Regions from separate parts of the Mus musculus genome. Here regions 1, 3 and 4 are each linked to region 2. The links are chromatin contacts, called in public HiChIP or PLAC-seq maps. All regions are on one chromosome and are shown on one strand. The core of a region is the stretch at or near the end of the contact, and the rest is flanking DNA. Distances in the headings are between cores, read along the strand shown.

Region 1 (2,812 bases), core at 197-2,696, 170 kb after region 2:
GATGTCGGTGGCCGTGACCCAGTCCTGCAGCACCGGCGAGTTGTCGAAGTCGTGCGCCGAGGGCCGCCCGTCCAGCGTGCTGAAAGCGATCAGCCCGCCAGAGAGCGGGCGCATGTCGGTGTGCGAGTCGGTGCACACGGCCTCCTGCTCGTTCTGTTTGGTGATAGGCGCGCGGTGCGGCCGGTTGTACATTTTGCGGCACTGCGTGGAATAGAACTGGAAGGGCACCCACGTGCGCCCGTAGTCCATGGACTTGTAGATGGCCATGGACTCTGGCCGCGGCGAGCAGAATTGCAGGCTCACATAGGTCACCTCAAACTTCTTGCCGAGCGACAGAGTGAGCGTCACGTTGTGCGGGAACTGCAGGTAGTTCTCGGACTGCCAGCACGTCAGGTTGTGCGGGTTATTGAGGTCGGTGAGGAAGGCGGGCGGGTGCGCTTTCTTGGGATCCGAAGAGTTGCAGAGGTGACAGGAGCGCAGCCGCTCTTCACCACGCTCGCTCACCACGCAGTAGCGCGCCGGGGGCCGGCCGCAGGTGCTGGACACGCGCACGTCCTTGCCGAAGGCCGCGTTGACAAAGTCCGGGATGCAGCGGCGCGGGTGTCCATTCTCATCCGAGCAAGGATCAGGCTGCGCCGCCTGGCCGGCGAACATGCTAAGCCCGGGCCCGCCGCGCACCGCGCCCACCAGGCACGCCACCGCCGCCAGCGCCGCCAGCGCCTCCCACACAGCGCGCATCATGCTGTGGCCAGCTTGCCCCGGCCCCGCCGCGCCAAGGAGTCGGTTCGCCCGCCGCACCAGGCGCCTGCGGAGAGAGGGGAGCCGCGCTCAGCCAGCCAGCAGCCAGCCCGCCCCGCGCCCAACAGCCCTCGGTGGAGTGGCGGGCAAGTGCCCCGCTCCCCGGGGTACCAACCCCGAGACTGCCCACTTCCCTCCCCCAAAGTCCGGGGGACCCCGAGCGCAGGGGCTTCCAAACCTGAACCGCCCGCGCCCCTTCCTCCCGGCTTCCCCAGCCTCCCGGCCAACCGAAGAGCAAGCCCGCGCCCATCTGCCCATCCGCAGCTATGCCCATTCTCCTTGCTCCCTTAAGCCTCAGGCGCAGCAGGGCTCCAGATCCCCCAACCACGCACGGGCTCAGCGTCCTTTTCTCTTGCCACCTGGGGTCCTTCCTTTATAAATGCCCCCTCCCCAATCGCGTCCCCGCTGGGGATTCCGCGTAGGAGACTTTACCTCTAAGTGATGGCAAAAGAGAAAGAAAAGTTTGCCTGGCCCAAGCCGGGGAGCCCGCGCGCCGGACTGCAGAGAGCCTCTCGCTGGCGGCTAGCAAGAGCGTCCTGTCTCAACGCGGGCTTGCCAGCTCCATGCCCGGCGCGGCCGCCGCTGCCCCAGCCCCGGCCCCGGCCGCCACCGCCGCCGCCTCTTCCTCCCGAGTGACGACGCGGCCGCCGACTCCCGCCGCGGTCCGAGTGCTGCCCTGCCCGCCCGGGGCGCACACACACACACACACTCACGCTCGCTGGCGCGCACTCACACACGCACGCACGCCCCCGAAGGCTCTGCCGCCGCCCGCCGCTGCCGCTGCCGCTGCCGCCGCCGCCACCACTCGCGCTAGGAGTGGGGGGCGGAGGGGAGCGCGGAGGCGGGGCCGCCGGGCGGGGCGCCGGCCAGTAACGTCGGCAAGCAGCCGCCCGCTCACGAGCAAAGTTTTAACCCCGGGAAGAAGAAAGTTAAAGCCAACGGGCCCGGGATGCTCCAGAGGGCGAGAGCGAGCGGGTGGGAACCTGGGAGCCGGAGAAAGAACAGCAGAGACAAAGAGAAAGCAAGAGGAGCGCCCGGGGAAACCCCGGAGAGGGGGCAGGGCCGGCGCGCACCCTGTGGGGGTGGGGTGGGGGCGAGAACGGCTTTCTCCCTCCCGGTCCCAGCCAAACACATCTGTGTTTGTTTTCTTTTCTTCGCAGAGGTCCAGCCTTCCTCCAACCCAGACTGGTGGCCCCGGTGGCACTACGCTCAGGGCCTTGCCCCTATGGGCACTCGGCCCCAGAGGCGTGAGGAAGGGGAACTGGAAAGGGATGTGAACTTTCTGCCCCTAGGCTCTAGGGGATGGGGTGGGGGGCAACAAGAGGCAGCGCCTAAACCTCACAGAGTTGTCACTGCCAATTTTCTTTTAGGCCTGGAAGCTGTGGTGATTCGAGGCTAAAGGCCAAGAAGCTCGGACGCACCTGGATAGTGGCCTACTCAGGTCTATCCTGAACTTCAGAGATGGGGCCAGTTCAGTTCTCCCAGGGTCCCCTGAAGCTGACTTGGCAGCTCCTAGATCCTTTTTTTTTTTTAATATCCCTAGGGAGATTCCCACAATAGCTTTGCATAGTACCAATTGACTCTACTCTTCAACTAAGGGTGTGGAGGCTTCAGAGGCTAGGGATAACTTTCCCAAATTTCTGGCTACTTATATGTGTGTGTGTGTGTGTGTGTGTGTGTGTGTGTGTGTGTGTGTGTATGTATGTGTGTGTATATATATATAATTTGGATACAGTAATCTGGGCTCCTGGCCTGAGGCAGTGGTGTTCTCCTGTGGGTGGTGTGCTTTTGCCACTTCAGCTACTCTGGAGGCCGAAGGCTTGAGAGCTATCTTAAGCCCAGGAGTTCAAGGCCAGCATGGGGAACATACCCCATCTCAAAGAAACATGAGCTCTCTCACCACGTTTGTCTAATGGATAACCTCGCGCAATTACAGTCTCCTGGGGTGTCCTCGGGCCACCCAGCCTCTGGCCTGGTTCTCTGTTGCCTTAACAAAAGGACTGTGAACAAGAAT
Region 2 (3,022 bases), core at 202-2,701:
AGTCTTCCTCCGGCTAGGGAAGCAGCTAAGCCACCTCTCCAGGCCCTCTCAGATGGCCATGCCTGTCTTCCTGGATCTTGCGGCTTTCCACTAGGGAGTCCATTCCTCATTCCCCGCCACTCCCGATGCCTCCTCAGGAGGTGTTGCTGGGTCTGTCCCAGACCATACTCCAGGCTCATATCCTCAGAGTTCTCTAGAGACAAGCTGCCTGGGTCTCAGTGGTAACCACTATCCCACCCAACCCTCGCCTACTGTGGGAGTGTCAAGAGGGCTAACTGCTGATGTGCAACTGTGGTGAGGTCAGAGTCTGAGTACCGGTGCTGGTGTGACCTTGGGCACGTGGACATGTCTTTTTACTGGTGAACACGAAGACAAGAGTGAATCCCTGCCTCGCAGGTTTGTGGTGAAAACAGGCCAGGAGCATATGGGTAAAGTGCCTGGCACCAAGAGGGTGCTCAGTAAGTGGCAGTGGTGATGTGGGCAGAAGTGGAGAAGCAGAGGGAGCCGTGTCACTGAGGGGCTGAGCTTCATCCCTCATATGGCCCTTCAGGGCAGCCAAGTGGGCAGGAGAAATGAAACCAATTTCCTGACTGAGAGGGCCAGGCCTCTCATCCAGTGTGCGGGGCGCGAGGCTAGAGGCCCGAGTACAGGGAGGCAGGGAAAGGCTAAAGGGGCCTGGGAAGCAACCAGAAGGGAAGCTTGGAGCTGCCTGCGTGAGGACATTAAGTCTCTAAGAGAAAAGAGAGCTAGGCATACAGGAGGGCCTGGGGACCTCCACAAAGAAGGCAGCCAGAAAGGAATAGACCAGACTGCCCAGGCTAGACCAAGACAGCTGGGAGCTAGAGTGGGTTTCTTAACCAAGGAGTCTATGTCCCTTTTCTGGGGAGCCAGCAGTGAGGGCGGCAGCAGGAAGCAGTCACAGAATGCTTGGACCCCAAGAACCTGACCATTCCTGGCCTTGCCCTCCAGCTTGGACGCCAGGCACCTTGCTGAGCAGCGACCCTACCCTGACTCAGGCAAGCCCCTTCCCCCAAGCCTGGTTCAAACTGCCTAGACAGCCGCTGGCATTCCAGACTTAACCAGGCCCTCTCCAGCTGTTGACATTGCTGTGAGGCCTTGTGGGAGCTGATGTCATTACACAAATAGTGTCACTGCCCTAAACCCCCGCCAGTACCCCTCCCCCTCCCCTGGAAAATGTCATAAAAAGGGCTGTTTCCAAGTTTCCAGCAAGGAAACTCTCTGGGAGGTTTTGGTTTGCAATGCCTCCTTCCACAGGCAGCTCCAGCAGAGGCAGTGACCACCCGGCTTGACTTCAGGGTCCTTAGGCCCTAGGCCCTCTGATGGGCCAGGAGCCTGGGCCAGCCCCACTGGAGTAGAGCAGGCCCCAGGAGAACTCTCCCCTCCCTACAGATGGTGAACTCCACCCAGGAGACCAGCCCAGCAGGTGGCAGTGGAGACCAAAGCTGGCTGATCCCAGTGTCATCGGGCCCTCTAACATAGGGACCTGTTGTCAGAGTCTGGAGTCCTGTGGGAATTCCTAGACAGCGGGTGATGGAGAAAGGAGGGGGGCGTGACTAGTGTCTGGTGGTGGATTGGTTGCCCCTGCCCAGGCTGCAGGCCCAAAAATTCACAGTTCTTACATCCCCCTTCAATAACCATCAAACACAGCGACTGTAGACCACTGTGCCATTCTGTTCCCGCCTCTCAGGACCTCCCTAACCCCTCCACGGCGACCCCCACCTAGCCCTAGGGAAGCGCATCTCTGTTCTGGAAGGAGCGCCGTGAGGTAGCTATGTCTTGTCCTCATTTCTCCAGGGCCTGGCCTGTCAATACAGGGTGCTTTCTGCCATGCGCATAAGAGCGCAGCCAGGGGTGTGAGGGTGGGGCTGGGGCGGAGCCGCTGAGGGCCCCGCCCCACTTCGACTTCGCCCCGCCCCCACCCTCCCAAAAAAACCCCTGACGGCCAAGTCCAAGGCTGCCAGCCTTTGCCAGCGCCCTGCCCGCCCTCCTGGAGCCCGCGCCACCTCCGCGCTAGGCCTTCTTGCACTTGCCCTTCTTCTCCCGTTGCTGGAACTTGCGCAGCCGCCGTGCCCATGTGTCCCGCCACTGGATCACCAGGCTGCTCTTGTCTGCCACGATGCCACTCTGGTCAGGTGAGTCCTCGGCATTACCCAACAGCAAGTACTTCTTGAGGGGCTTGATTTTGGGACACTTGCAGGCGATGTCTCGTGAGCGGATCCACAAACTCTGGTCACCACGGCGAATACGACTTGTGCCCTGCTTGTACACGGAGATGATGTTCACGGTGAACTTCCACCAGTCCCCTGCTTTGTCGGCCTTCAGGATGTGGATCTGGACAGCTGTGAGGAAGCAAACAAGTGGTGTGGGCCATGGCTGGGAAGTGCAGCCAGGTGCCCAGGTCCTGGGATGGGATGGGCCCGACCTGCACGATGTCCTACAAGAACCTGGAGTGGGATCTGGAAAGTGACTGCAAAGGGCTCCCCACGGGCAATGGGTGAGCTAAGCTCATCCCAGAACCTGAGCTAATACCTGGGCCAAAGCCCCTATCCCAAGAAGTGTTGCTCCTGCCTTTGTTGAAGGTGCCCCCCGCCCAACACTGCCTCTTGGAACATGTTGAGATCCATAAGGGAGACTCCAGGGAAGCGGGGTAGATGGATTAAGCATGCCCCTAGCTCTCTAGATAGTCTGCTTGCCCCTGAGGGCAGGTGGCTTTGATGACAGCAGGGCTGACTCCTCTGGAAATGAGGAGCACCTCACATGCCTAGACTTCCAAAGGCTCCAGCCACTTCACCCCAAGCCTTAGGATGGCACCTGTCCCCCAAAATCATCCTGACTTCAATGAAATTGAAACAGCCCATCAGGGAATTTTAGTACGCAGCATCAAGAGAGTCTGCCACTCACATGGCCAGAGTGCTTTTCCAGGGTCAGCCAGGGTCCTCAAAAATACTCCCTGCCAGGCTGCTAGCTCCCTTGGAGCCTCTCAGGTTCAGCACTGTCCCAC
Region 3 (2,799 bases), core at 6-2,505, 130 kb after region 2:
GTGACCCTTGGTGAGAATGAGTCACGGCGCTGAGCTCCAACCGGAGCTGGCCACATCCCATCCCTAAACCCTCAGAAATATGCACTCGCTGAACTTTTCATAGCAAGCCACCCCGCCGATGTCAAGTCTCCTTGCAGTGACCACTAGCTTTCTAACTCAAGTGACCAACCCCACAGCTTTCTCGGGTGGACCTTCACCCCACTGCCTGTGTCGGGAGCACTGGCTTGTGCTAGTGGGAGCACTGGCTTGTGCTAGCAGCAATTTTTACTTGCTACTTCATCTTGACTCACAGATCCATCCAGTCCGAGCCTCCTGAGATGCGCACTAGCCCCACAAGAGCTCAGGGTGCTGCGGGTCAACAGTAATAGAATAAAATATCTTTTTGGTCTTGTCTTGAAATCACTCTTTATGTTCCCTTTGAAATACTAGCCCAGAAAGGGGGCGGGAAAGACTCAAAGAGATGTCAGACCCAGTGTACTCATTGTGAGAACCTCCACAGGATGCCCACATGTCAAAGACAAAGCCACACCCACAGCCAGCGCTTTCCAAACCAGTCATTGCCCAAGCCAGGCCACTGTTTCCTGTCTCCAAGAGGTAAAACCTGGATTAATGGGTATAAGTCCCAGAGTCTCTCCAAGAAGGACAGTCAGAAGGACTTTGAGAGAACTCATACCCAGAAGGCATGGAATGGAAGCTGGGTATTCTTTGAGGGGCTAAGTACACAGGAGACTAATATACTTTGTGAGACATCTGATGTTGGATGACCTACAGGGTTCTCTTAACCTGTAACATATCATAAATCCAGGACATCTGATGATAAAGGGAACATGCCTGCCCCAGCCTACCTCTGCAAGCAGTGCTTTGCCTATAAGGGCTAAGGTTCAATCGCAGGCTTTTCTGGTAGGAGAGCTGTCCTTAGATACATTCTGTGGCCCTATGAATTCCCAGGGCAGCTGCTGATAAAGAACTCTCTAGGGTATTTATTTAGAGTTGCTTTCCTTCCCCCCCCCCCCACTCCCCTCCACACACACCCCCGTGACTCATCCTTCAGGTTCATCTCCCTGAGTCTTTTCCTTCCCGCTGTCACTTCCAACTCTGCTTCTCACCTCCCACCCCCCAAGACCCTGCACTCAGGAGACAGGTGCCTAGGGCACAGGTGGGCAACCCAAGGCCTCAGAGCCACTGCTGGCAAACACGGCCCCCATGTGTGGCTGCCCTGGTTCTGTTGGCCTCCGCTAAGCAGAGCTCCAGGCAGCTGCCAGCCTGCTTTCAATATCCGCTCGCCCCTCACTGGCCTACCAGCCAGCCAGTCCCCTCCCCAAGCCCTTTCTCTTTGAAGAAAAGTGATTTAATTTCATGAGACTTTAGGGTAATCATGTTATGATCTTCAACATTAACCAGAACCAACTCCCTGCTACAGGAGGGTGGGGAAGGAAAAGGGAAGGAAAAAAGTAAGCATTTGGGGTTGCCAGAAAAGACAGGCGAAAGAAACTCACAGCAGCTGCCTTGCTGGTTCCTCTGATGAGGATGGGCCTCTGCCAGAGAGGGGGGCCCCTGTGCCAAGGTTTCTGGGAACAAGGAAGTTGGGTTTGGCAAGACTTCTATTCTACAGGTTAATCTGCTCTGTTCTGAGGGAAATACTGGTTTTCATTCTTCAGCCTACGTTCTATGCCCTCTTCCACACCATTGCGCCCCCCAGTCACCTCCCATCAGCTGCGCATATATACACACAGCCACCAGGGGACCTGCCCATACTCCTTCCTCATAGCTCAGGGGTCTCCGTGCCTCCTCTCCAGGGCCAGGAGTAAGAGTGGCTGTGCAGACCAGGTCAAGGGGCCTCTTTGATTATAGCTCAGTTCCTGCAGCCCCGCCCATCTCTCCAAGCTTTTTAGACAATAAGATGAAACTTGGTAAGAAGACTAGGTTAGGCGAAGGCAAGAATACGGGAGGGGGGTGTTTGGGAAGACTTTAAAAGGAAGAAAGGAAAAGGGGAAAGAAAGAAAGACAAGTAATTCAGGACCCTAAGCCCAGAATAGTGCATCTAAGGGTTAGCTGGAGCCTGGGAGGAATTCTCACGAACAATGCGCCTCCTTGGCAGACAGTTCAAGGGTGTGGTGTACACTTGAAAAAACAGCAAATAACCCAGGCCCCACGGCCACCAGGGCGGGTGCTGGCATGAAGCTAGAAAGCTGGGGTGAGGGACCATGTGGGGACCCCAAGAAAATGATGGCTTCCAGGGGAAAGTGCTCCCCATGAAGTCCTGGCCTCAGATGCATCTTGTCAGCCCTGGGCTACAAGAAGGTCAAAGCCCTTTGCTAGCCCAGACTCCTCCCCACGCTCTCAGGCCTGCCTGTTTCCTTAGACTTCCTCAAGTCTTGCAGCTTCTCCTGCCCCTGCAGGGATCTAGAACATGTGGGTACTGTGGTGCTACAGAAGGCCACTTCTCGTGCCCTCTTCCTTTGGTCAAACCCCAGTGCCCACTCAGCATCCACTTCACGTGGGACTTAGAGGAGTGTCTCAGGCATCCCGGAGAGATTGGGCCCTGAACGTGACTTCAATCCATTTCTAAAGCGCAGGGAAACACCACGTGGCATTGGCAAGTGTGTGGTATTATTTCCCTCTTACTCCCAGGCTCCATTCAAGGCTTCAGCAGAAAAGCTTATGGGTAGTTTCTGCACCGCTCTGGGCAGGCAGGTGGGCACAGTAGCCACCTGAAGCTATACAACTGACCCAAGGCTGGCATGAGTCAGTCTGAGACTTAGAAACTGTAATTCCTTTTAATACACTGGTTTTTTTTTC
Region 4 (2,803 bases), core at 215-2,714, 140 kb before region 2:
GAGCCAACAGGACAGGACCAGCCATATGCTCTCTGGCACATCTGTGGCCATTGCAGTTGTGTCAAAGTAGACATAGTTGTCTATAAACAGAATGTGGTTCCTCCACACCATGAAGTATTTATTCAGCTGATGGAAGGAATAGCTGCTGGCATATTCTACAATGTAGAAGAACATGAAAACATTGTACTTGGTAGAAGAAGCCAGACACTGTCTTTCACATGTTGTATAATCCCATTGACTTGAAATATCTGTAATAGGTAAATGCATAGCTGTAAAACTCTAGATTGGCGATCCCCAGGAACTGAAGGAAAAGGCAGTGGATGTGAACTGGAAGAAAGGACAGTGGGTGTGAATTGAAAGAAAAGGCAGTGGGTATAAACTAGAAGAAAGGACAGTGGGTGTGAACTGGAAGAAAGGGCAGTGGGTGTGAACTGGAAGAAAGGGCAGTGGGTGTGAACTGGAAGAAAGGGCAGTGGGTCTGAACTGCTTTGGGGGTAAAGAGACTGAAACTAGACCTAGTATTTGATCACTACTATGAATGTACTAAATGCTCCTGAATTGTTTAAAGTACTACTTCTATGTAGTATTGACTTGACTTCAATAAAAGATAAAAAAGAACAATTCACATTATAAGGTGTGGCAAAGCAGCCATAGTTGATATGTAAATAAGTGAATGCAGGTGCATTCTAATGTAGTGTATAAAGCTTTATTTATAGTGAGAGAAGAGGGGATAGACAGATTTGCTCTGTAGGCAGTTTACCAGCCCTACTACAATGTGAAAGATAATTTTGATAGTGATTGGGGATAGGATAGGTGGGGATGAAGACTGAGCAGATGAGAAGTCTTGGAGTGGGAGAGCAGTTAGCCTGGAAACTATCCCAGTAATCTAAGCAAGCCTCTTCACTGTGGAGGAGGCGCCGACCCTGCCTTACCCTGTAAGGTGGATGGGATTGCGGTCTTTTCCACCTACCCCTACCGTTACTTTTGTATGTGCATTTAAATTTTCCCCTTAAAAAGGATTGGGCACAGTTCCAAATGGAGAGACTCTCTTAATAGAATGAGAGGGCAAGCTGGCGGGGAAGTGGCCGTGAGGGAGAAGAGCACCAAGGCTTCTAAGCATTCACAGGCTTTTCAGCTGAGGTTGGCTCAGCACTCTCTGTTGACTTTAGGACTCTCACACTTGCTTGAATAATGACAAAGATATTTACCTTTTAGACTCGTGTGTGTGTGTGTGTGTGTGTGTGTGTGTGTGTGTGTGTGTATGTGTGTGTGTGTATTCTTTCATAGATAACCTTCACCACTCTTAATGCATTAGCTGCCAACTTTTCCTCCTCTTCCTCTTCCCTCCCTTCTTCCCTCTCCTGTTTCCCAGTGCTGAGATTAGAAACTCAGGAGCTTACAATTACGAGGCTCCCAGATCCCCTTAGGATAGTTAAGTCACACATCCCATTAGTAATAATCTTGAGATGTGGCCAAAGGTGTGACTCAGTGATAGTATCTGTTCGTGCCACACACAAGGCCCTGACTTTAATCACCAGCACCAATAAAAACAAAAGTATTTGTGAGTGAAGTTCTAGATCATTCTTTATAATTGCTCTTATAAAGTTATATACACTATTGCTCTGTGTATTGCATGGATCCTAAAAGAATTTAGAAGAGGTTTTCTGTCCACATTCTAGTGACTCATCTCATACATCCTCCTTTGTAGACTCTTCATGTAAATTATCCTTTGGCTTAAATTTCCCCCTTTCCCAGCGAAATGGAGCCTAGTAAGGAAGCGGTGCTGCCGTGTGTATTGTTTTAACATTATCCTGGACTATGTGCTGTTGGAACTTTCCGATGTGGAAACAGCTGAATTGCTTCTGAGGCTCTCACACACTGAGTTGACTTGAGAACTTAGTGATTAATAAGGCAAAACTATTTCTCTTCGGGCAGAGCCATGGGTTCGGTTTTTCTTCGGGTTAAAAGAACATTAGTCTTCTAACCAGGGATTTCTGCTGTCTTTATAGTGGAACAAATGCTTTTTTCAGATCTAATCCTGGCGTGATAAATAAAGCTCTCTGCAAGGTGCTTGGGAAAGTTGTAAGCAGCTCCCGCGTGGAGAGGCCTTTGTTGTGGAGGAAGAGGCCTAACCTCAAGGGTTAATCAGTCACTGTTCGTGTAGGTCAGAGAGAAAAGTTCACATCTGAGTGGTACTGGCCATCAAGCCCTTTCTTGTGGTTCTTTCCACAGTGATATATTCTTAAATATCCCTTGAGTTCAAGCCTCCCAGATAGATTTATTGGAGCAAAATGTTCCTTGTCCATATGATAAGTTGTGTATTTATTTGCATTGAAACTGAGATAAGTGACAATCAGGAACTCTGTGGTAGCTGTGATTTGAGCAAACATGCTAGTAAGTAATACTGGCCAAGTGTCCAAATGTGCATCTAACACGCTGCCTGGCATATTGCAGATGTTTGTTGATTGCTTATTGGCTGAATGAGTGTAGAGTTTTACGAGGCTGAGTCCAGTATGGTGCTGCCAAGTTGGGCCAGCGTGTGATAGTTGCACAGTCTTCACTTTGTAACTGTTTTGTTAAACTGTATATGTAGATCTTTTGGGTTTCCCTTTACATGCTGGATTTCAGGATTAAAATGTTTTTAAGCACTTTAAGGGGGGTTGTAACAAAGTATATCCTATCCATGGAGCTTGTTTGCTTTAGAGGTTCAAGAGTAATATGCTAAAATTTCCTTTGTTGAATTGAAGCATAAACAGTTGAGTGTTTGCTTGTCAACACATAGAATTTGGTAATTAATTTGTAC

The links. HiChIP or PLAC-seq counts read pairs in DNA pulled down with a chosen protein or histone mark.
Region 1: a contact with region 2 is called in an H3K27ac HiChIP or PLAC-seq map of heart atrium, with 10 times the contacts expected there. The contact joins the promoter of Ntn1 here to the enhancer-like site in region 2. A contact is called at or near these places in 20 of 39 promoter capture datasets (the 3T3-L1 cell line, 3T3-L1-derived adipocytes, the C10 cell line and 14 more), 26 of 484 Hi-C or Micro-C datasets (the CH12 cell line, Sertoli cells, cerebral cortex and 16 more), 27 of 115 datasets of contacts at active chromatin or transcription factors (bone marrow-derived macrophages, craniofacial prominence, differentiating embryonic stem cells and 18 more) and 5 of 9 other capture datasets (adipose tissue, embryonic stem cells, liver and 2 more).
Region 3: an H3K27ac HiChIP or PLAC-seq map of heart atrium shows a contact between it and region 2, with 6 read pairs. The contact joins two enhancer-like sites. A contact is called at or near these places in 1 of 39 promoter capture datasets (liver), 3 of 484 Hi-C or Micro-C datasets (the N1E-115 cell line, trophoblast stem cells and uterus) and 3 of 115 datasets of contacts at active chromatin or transcription factors (embryonic stem cells and heart atrium).
Region 4: a FOXA1 HiChIP or PLAC-seq map of pancreatic cancer cells shows a contact between it and region 2. The contact joins two enhancer-like sites. A contact is called at or near these places in 2 of 39 promoter capture datasets (the 3T3-L1 cell line and embryonic stem cells), 1 of 15 datasets of contacts at CTCF or cohesin (pro-B cells), 10 of 484 Hi-C or Micro-C datasets (the HL-1 cell line, the N1E-115 cell line, double positive thymocytes and 2 more), 2 of 115 datasets of contacts at active chromatin or transcription factors (heart atrium and pancreatic cancer cells) and 1 of 9 other capture datasets (embryonic stem cells).

The regions. Positions count from the first base shown.
Region 1 is chr11:68,385,380-68,388,191 of GRCm38.p6, forward strand. Ntn1 (netrin 1) reads right to left here and starts at 1,447. Exons shown (of 7, transcript NM_008744.2): 1 at 1,231-1,447; 2 at 1-805. The coding sequence starts at 741.
Region 2 is chr11:68,210,975-68,213,996 of GRCm38.p6, forward strand. It overlaps Ntn1 (netrin 1), which reads right to left. Exons shown (of 7, transcript NM_008744.2): 7 at 1-2,360. The coding sequence ends at 2,032. Among named protein-coding and RNA genes, the nearest start is that of Mir6406, 8.4 kb to the right of the region's middle. Within about 2 kb of position 1,452, at least 59 of the 459 cell types and tissues checked have an H3K27ac peak or open chromatin away from gene starts, as enhancers often do. A contact at or near this core is called in cerebral cortex, double positive thymocytes, embryonic limb bud and 6 more, where this site is marked.
Region 3 is chr11:68,340,041-68,342,839 of GRCm38.p6, forward strand. The region is part of intron 2 of Ntn1 (netrin 1); the gene reads right to left. Among named protein-coding and RNA genes, the nearest start is that of Ntn1, 45 kb to the right of the region's middle. Within about 2 kb of position 1,256, at least 45 of the 459 cell types and tissues checked have an H3K27ac peak or open chromatin away from gene starts, as enhancers often do. A contact at or near this core is called in heart atrium and uterus, where this site is marked.
Region 4 is chr11:68,070,902-68,073,704 of GRCm38.p6, forward strand. The region is part of intron 6 of Stx8 (syntaxin 8); the gene reads left to right. Among named protein-coding and RNA genes, the nearest start is that of Stx8, 110 kb to the left of the region's middle. Within about 2 kb of position 1,465, at least 21 of the 459 cell types and tissues checked have an H3K27ac peak or open chromatin away from gene starts, as enhancers often do. A contact at or near this core is called in pancreatic cancer cells, where this site is marked.